Regions from separate parts of the Oryctolagus cuniculus genome. Here region 1 is linked to region 2. The links are chromatin contacts, called in public Micro-C maps. All regions are on one chromosome and are shown on one strand. The core of a region is the stretch at or near the end of the contact, and the rest is flanking DNA. Distances in the headings are between cores, read along the strand shown.

Evidence for each region. A called contact is a pair of places that touch in the nucleus more often than the background predicts.
Region 1: a Micro-C map of ear pinna shows a contact between it and region 2, with 3 times the contacts expected there. The contact joins two enhancer-like sites. A contact is called at or near these places in 4 of 6 Hi-C or Micro-C datasets (ear pinna, embryonic fibroblasts, psoas muscle and 1 more).

Annotation. Positions count from the first base shown.
Region 1 is chr6:151,226,925-151,230,190 of mOryCun1.1, forward strand. All of the region lies in intron 1 of LOC138849986 (a long non-coding RNA gene), which reads left to right. Among named protein-coding and RNA genes, the nearest start is that of TRIB1, 180 kb to the left of the region's middle. Within about 2 kb of position 1,292, at least 1 of the 8 cell types and tissues checked has an H3K27ac peak or open chromatin away from gene starts, as enhancers often do. A contact at or near this core is called in ear pinna, where this site is marked.
Region 2 is chr6:150,866,244-150,869,951 of mOryCun1.1, forward strand. All of the region lies in intron 4 of NSMCE2 (NSE2 (MMS21) homolog, SMC5-SMC6 complex SUMO ligase), which reads left to right. Among named protein-coding and RNA genes, the nearest start is that of WASHC5, 130 kb to the left of the region's middle. Within about 2 kb of position 2,123, at least 3 of the 8 cell types and tissues checked have an H3K27ac peak or open chromatin away from gene starts, as enhancers often do. A contact at or near this core is called in ear pinna, where this site is marked.

The DNA of each region.
Region 1 (3,266 bases), core at 42-2,541, 360 kb after region 2:
TGCTGATCAGACCACAAAACTCACTGGGATTGTGTGAGGATGAAGGAGAATACACAGAGTACTGTCGATGTGCACTTAGGGCACTGAGGCTGGGGTGCGGAGACACTTGCTGTGTGCATGCTCCATGCATGCCTTTCATTTTTCTGGAATGTGGGTCCTGCACACCCTGGATGTGCCCTTATGTATTTGTATATCTCTAATTTTTAGTAGAGTGCCTGGTACACAGCAGGTGCTCAGTGCATGTACATAAAACTGAAGTTCAACAAAGCAAGGATTTATTGAGCACCTAAAATGTACTAAGGGCTGAGTATACAGAGATGGGCAGGGGGCAGCTGGATGTTCCAGATGCACTTAGGTTAAGAGAGCCCGTAAGGGACTGAGGGAAAGCCAGCATGGTGCAGTTGTCCACTCACTGACTCATTGAGGAGTTTGTGGGGCATTTGTGTGGTACAATGGGTTAAAGCCCCGACCTGCAGTACCAGCATCCCAGTGGGCACTGGTTCCAGTCCTGTTTGCCCCACTTCCAATCCAGCTTCCTGCTAATGTGCCTGGGAAAGCAGCAGAGGATGGCTCAAGTCCTTGGACCCCTGAACCCATGTGTGAGACCCGGAGGAAGCTCCTGGCTCCTGGCTTTGGATCAGCTCAGCTCCGGCCATCATGGTTGCAGTGAACCAGAGGATGGAAGTCTTTCTCTCTCTCTCTCTCTCCCTTTCTGTAATTCTGTCTTTCAAATAAATAAAATGAATCTTTAATAAAAGGCATCGTGGCCCCAGGGTATGGGGAGACAGAGAAGAATACAAGGTCTCCTGGTCCCCCAGGAGATGCCCTCAAGTATACAACATGGACAATGAGTGCTGTCATAGAAGGACAAGCAAGGCGGGCTGGGAGGCACAGAGGGCACAGAAATCGGCACATCCATCTGTCAGGGATGGGGACGGGCAGCGGGTGCTGTTGACTCTGCTTTTGCCTGTGTGGACCCTGGGCTTGGGTCTCGGCGTCTCCTTTTCTTCCTTCCAGCCTGAGTGTTCACCTTCCCTCAGTGAGTTCACCTTGGAGGCTTCCCCCATTACTCTGTTGTTGTCCTCCGATGCTCACCACAGTCCACAGGGAATGAGAGGTGGGCAAGGAAAGGGGAGCTATCACTTCGGGAATACCTAGCAGGTGCCAGGCCCAGCGCTCTGTAGTGGCTCTGCACTATTTAGGCTTCCCAGCCCTCTTGTGGGACCAGGATTACTCTCCTCTGTGTTTAGACTACAAGAGAGGCCCCAAGAGGGCACGTGCCTTTGCCCAAGGTCACCAGCTGGAAACCAGAACCAGACTTGGAATCCAAGACCAGCTGCCTCCCCGTACCACGGCGCTTTAATGGCTCTGGGAGAGGCCAGGTAGGCAAGAAAGGAAATGGAGTGATTCGTTTACTGCCCCAGGCATTTTCAGCAACAAGCAAGTGATTTCCCTAATTCAGGTCGGCTATTAACACAGGCTTGGCAGTAAGAATGAGGTTGTAGAAAAACAGGTTTTCTTCCCAACTCAGCAGCACCACCTGCAGGATCTAAGGGAACACTGCAGAAACGGTCGGGTGGGCAAAGTGGGAGGGAGAGGAATTTAACTGCAGAACTGGTGAAGTGTGTATGACCCTGCATCCCTTCTGACTTCCAGTCTGGTCCTCCTCCCCTCCCACTCTTCCTTTCCCCTCTCCCCATTCTTATTTCCCATTCATTCAATCAACTTTTATTGAGTACTTAATCTTGGCTGTATTCCTCTTTGTGAGATACAAATAGAGAAAATTTGCTCTTTAAAAAAAACCAAGATTTATTTATTTAGTTATTTATTTGAGAGGCAGAGCCACACATACACACAGAGAGGGGTGGGGAGAGGGAGAGAGAGAATCTTCCATCCAGGGGTTCATTCCCCAAATGTCCACAACAGCACAACAGCTAGGGCCGGACCGGGCTGAAGCTGGGAGTCAAGAAATCCATCCGGTGCCCCATGTGCATGGCAGGTAGCCACGTACTCGGGTCATCATCTGCTGTCTCCCAGGCACCTTAGCAGGAAGCTGCATCAAAAGTTGAAGTAGCCAGGACTCAAACCTGGCATTCCTATATTGGATATGGACATCCAAGTGGCAGCTTAACTCGTGGTGCCATGACACACAACACCTTCCTCTCAGATTTGCTTGTTGACCTATTGACAGTAACAATGTACTTGATGGTTACAACTAAGATGCATTGAGCAGTGCCAAGTGTAGGCACCATGCTAAGGCTTTGTCTCAGTCACTCCTTAGGGAGGGTGAGGGACATCCCTGGAATGAGAAGTTGGAGGACTGGAAGTCAAACCCAGATCCTTCTGACTCCAGAGCCAGAGATCAAAATCATTAAGCAAAATTGACTCAGGTCTAAGGTTAACCCCACACGTGTCCACACGCTAGTAGAATTGTTTTTTCCCTGGTTCAGATGATGACTTAGTTCCTGTCTGAGGGTGGTGCTCACTCTCCTTTTCAACCCATTGCTTCTTAAGTCCCTTGGAGGTCACACTGAGATTCTAAGTGTCCAGACGTGGTGCTTGGTGTCAGGGATGCAGAAGTGACTGTAGCTCGGGGAGGTGTTCACCATAATACAGGGCAGGTGACAAGACTCACTCTGACAGAAGCACTGCATGGCAACACGGAGCGCCAGGGACACTGTAGCTGCTAGGAATGGGACCTGCTGGGTGGCGAGTGCCCTGTGCCACTGTATGTGGTATCACTGACCAAATGGAATGGGCACACGGGTCAGGGGTGAAGGAAGGGATGGGGACAATCACGTTGGCCTCTGCAGGGCTGGGAGGCTGCACAGGCAGAGGGCACTGGAGCTTGGACGCTGTACAGACCTTGGTTTCCTATTCTTTTCGACTGGGAGGTAAGTTCAAGGTTTGAGCAAGCAAGTGTTTGTTCTGTGACCTGCAGGGCAGGAAATCTCCAGTTTCCATTTCTGCAGTAGCTACTGAGTTGCGTTTCTTTTAAATTCCCAGGAACCTGTTCTCCTTTTTTGGGTCCATGGGTAGTTTTTCTGGTCTGGGCGTGGTTGGCTCCCGAAATTAGAACTGATCAAGGGCAGGCGTCATGTCTAAAACTAGAGGAGTGACTGTGGATAGGTTTGTGGGAATTTCTCTGGCACAGCTGAGGGGAAATCGATGGCAGCCCCATCACACACACACACACACACACACACACACACACACACCTCTCACAGGGAAGACAGGTGCCACATGGAGGCATGTTTATAGCACGT
Region 2 (3,708 bases), core at 873-3,372:
TCCTGTTCTATTGGTCGCTAAGTTCTAACAGTTGTTTTAACGATAGCAGCAATTGACCTTCTTTGCATGTTTCCTATGCACCAAGCTATTCAAGGTACTTGGCGACAGATGGCTGGTATCCCCATTGTATGGAAGAGAGTGTTGAGGCTCATCGAGGTTGAGCAGTTGGCCCAGCCTTATGGTTGAAACCCAGGAAATCTGGCAGCAGAGTTCCTGCCCATAACCATTTATGTAAACTGCCTCTTGTTGGGGAAAAGAGAGGCCTCATAGCAGTAGGAGGAAAATGCAGAATCAGGACTATGTGTTTTCTTCTGTAGGGTGTTAGATTTTTAAAAATTAGTGATTACTTTGGACTTCTTTTGCCAAAATCTGAGTTGCTAAAACAGGGTGGCTTCATGCAGTAGGATCCAGCTTGTTTTTCTTAGGCTCTATGTACTAATCCCTAAAATGAGCTGAATCTGAGAACTTAGACACATTGCTTCAGAGTCTAAAAACCAGCTCTTAAACCAGTGTTAGATTGAGCCATTCAGAGAGCTGCAGTGGCGACAGTGCCAGTCAACAGTTGAAAGTAACGCTTTCCTACCGTCGCAGCCAAGGGGGCTCCTTTCATCCTGTGCCTCCAAAAGCTCTCCGGCAAGCTCCTCCTGTCTTTCTCACTTCTTTCCCCGCCAACCCAGCCATTCTGTCCTGTAGTGCACACTACCAGGTGTGCGGAGCCCTGCAGCTCTTGTGTCATGCTTGGCTCTGTCCAAGTTCCTGAGAGCTGCAGAAGAGGGGGAAGACGTGCAGATGCTGAGCTCCCGCACCTGCTGTTCCGCAGCGCCCCCTGAGAGGAGTATGGGCACAGCCCGCAAGGCAGCCTCTCCAAGGAGCGTTCCACTGGCTTGTTTGTTTTACAGTGCACTTTGAGGAGGCCTCGGTTTTACTTAATAAGGTACTCCCTTTGTTATTTCGTGGCATATTTTATAAGAAAATGCTTTTTCTTAGCATAGGAGCAAATTCTGCTAATTTGCTGAACAAAGCCATCTGCAAGGACATTTTAGCTTTCACTTCAGGCTTTGGCAGTTGTGGACAAATGATCATCCTGTTTGATGAGGTGTAAAATAACACACTTGAACTGAAGAATGAACACATTTCCAGATGCGATGTGAACAGTTTCTTCAAGTAACAATTTCCGAAAGATGGATTTTGATAGACTGTTTACAGTGTTACCAAAGTGTCTCCTGAGTCTCTCTCAAGTTGCCCCCACTTGGTACCCACACGTGTACCACTTAACAATTACGGACACTTTTGATTCAATTCAGACTTTACTGCAAAAGAAGAATGCATACCATTTTGTTCAGTCAGAATCTAGCATTCTTTCTTGAACTTTCTCTTGGCACGTTAAGCTGACATATTGGGCATGGAGATGATGCACTGGAAATAACGCATTCCTACCCCGAGGACTGTGTGACTTTCAACTAACTACGTACGTGGCCCAGTTGTCATGTGGGTTTACTTTTATACCATGCCCGGCTCTGACATTTTAAGCTAACATTTTTGACATTCACCAGAAAAGGAAGGTGACTGTACAGTGATCAGATGATAAATTCTAATCATGGGACATTCACATTTATAATTGAAGAGAGTACATCCTTTGTAATTGAAGATAGTGCTCACGAGGACAGGGAGTAGCCAAGGGCAGAGAGCCGGGGTGAACAGCTGCTCTCCCTGCACTGGGTCCCCTCCTATCGGCAGCCAGCATCAGGCTAGATCTCCTTTGTGATTCTCCGGGGCCTCTGGGGTTTGGGAAGTCAGTTCCAGCGTTGGAGTCCACTCTGGGTTAGTGTTTCCCTGTCCCACTTTCTGACTCCTGGAGGAAGGAATGCACTTGTCTGAGAGGGAGTGGAAATGACTCTTGAGAATAAAAACTTGATTTTCATCCTAAGAAGGTGGGAGCCAGAGGAGGAGGAGCGAGAGGAGAGTTGGAAGCAGGGAAATAAGTGTGATTAGGGGAGGAAATTTGGGAGGGAGAATGGGACAGAAGATGGAGGAGAGGAAGAAATGACTTTCTCTCTTCCCCTTACTCCCCCCTTTTTGCCGCTCTGGTTATTTCTGCTTTTCCTAGTTTCCTCTTTTCTCTGCCCTTTTGATGGCACTGCCCTCCAACACTGTTCTCTCCTCTTCTCCCTCGTCTTTCTGTGTCTTTCTCTACCTGCTTCCACCCCACCCCCTTCAGCTGTCTTTGTGACCCCCATTCCCCTTCACAGAGTGTCCACCAGTGAGTGCTACAGGTACAGTCACGGCTGGTGCAGTCTCGGATAGCTCACTCTGACAAGCTTAATCAGACATTCCTGGTTCCCTTCAAATCAGAATGAGTCCCTGCCTTGGCGTGTTCATCCTGAAGTTGGGGGTGCAGTCCCCGGATCCGTGAGCAGGAGAGGGCCTGCCAGGACACTGCCATTGTGGAAGAGATTCCTGCAGTGGTGTCGGGCAGTGGTGAGGGAGTGTGCGCATCCTTGACTGGAGGATTGGTGAGGCTCAGAGAGCAAACCACACAGCTGGTGAGGGCGGGGCTAACTGGAATGCCAGCCTGGGCCTTCCCCCCCAGAGCTGCTGCTTTGGGACCTGCCAAATAAGGAGTCACATGTTGACTTACTCTGCCTTCTGTTTAGAGCTAAGGACAACTTTTGTTAATATGTTTTTCTAAGCCACAGCATTAACTCTTGGTTTTTGATCATGTCTACAGCTGTATATTGCAATTAATACTAAAAATGGAGAAGCCCTCTGCTTTGCTGGTAACTTTTTGGTGTTTGTAAATCTGAGTAAGTGTTCATTAGAATTTCCTTATATCTAATCATTTTTCATTTTCTGACAGTAAAAATGGGTATATTGTAAAATATTCAGTTTAGATGGCAAAGTGAAAATCACCTGTAATCCCATTACCCACAGATAACCATATATCAACATCTTGTATATTTCCTTAGTCTTTTTTTTATAAAATACATATTTGCAAAATTGAGATCAGTTTAGTATCCTGATTATTTCACTCAGCAGTGTTGGCTCAGTAAATATTTCAAAACAATTTTAAATTGATCCCTAATGTCCCATTTATGTGTGCACCATTGATTTATTCCTCTTTGGATCATTGTCCTGTACCAATGTTACCTCCAGTCTATCAGTGGATAACAATTGATATTATCAATTTTTAATGTCAGAGTAATAGTCTAAAAATATCTTGTTCTGTGCATTGAGTCTTAAGTATCAAAATAACAGGTTTTGGATTTATTGTTATTGTATTATATATTACAGAAACTATATCATGGTAAATTTTTCCAGTTGACACTGAGTTTACCAGAAAAATTCAGAAGCTCACATAAGTGATTGGTGTTGTGTTTGGGCAAAAATTTATGAAAGTGCTCTGATGTATTTATTGAATTAGCGGACATTTTACATTAAGTCACTCCCAGCACAAGGTGTTAGTTGCTCAATTAAACAGAAGGAAAGCACAGTTTCTACCTGCAGGAAGCTCATGGTTTAGAGCAGGTAATAAATGTAGATGAGTAATAATGTAACACAAATACATAAATATGCAACAAAGTAAAGCTGCAGGCAGTCTGCTTGGAAAAAACAAAAGTGAATGCGATGAATGTTGACCAGCAGAATGAAGGGAAGACTTCCTGGAAGAGTGAACATTTGAGCTGGGCCTCGAAGCACGATCGAATTTCA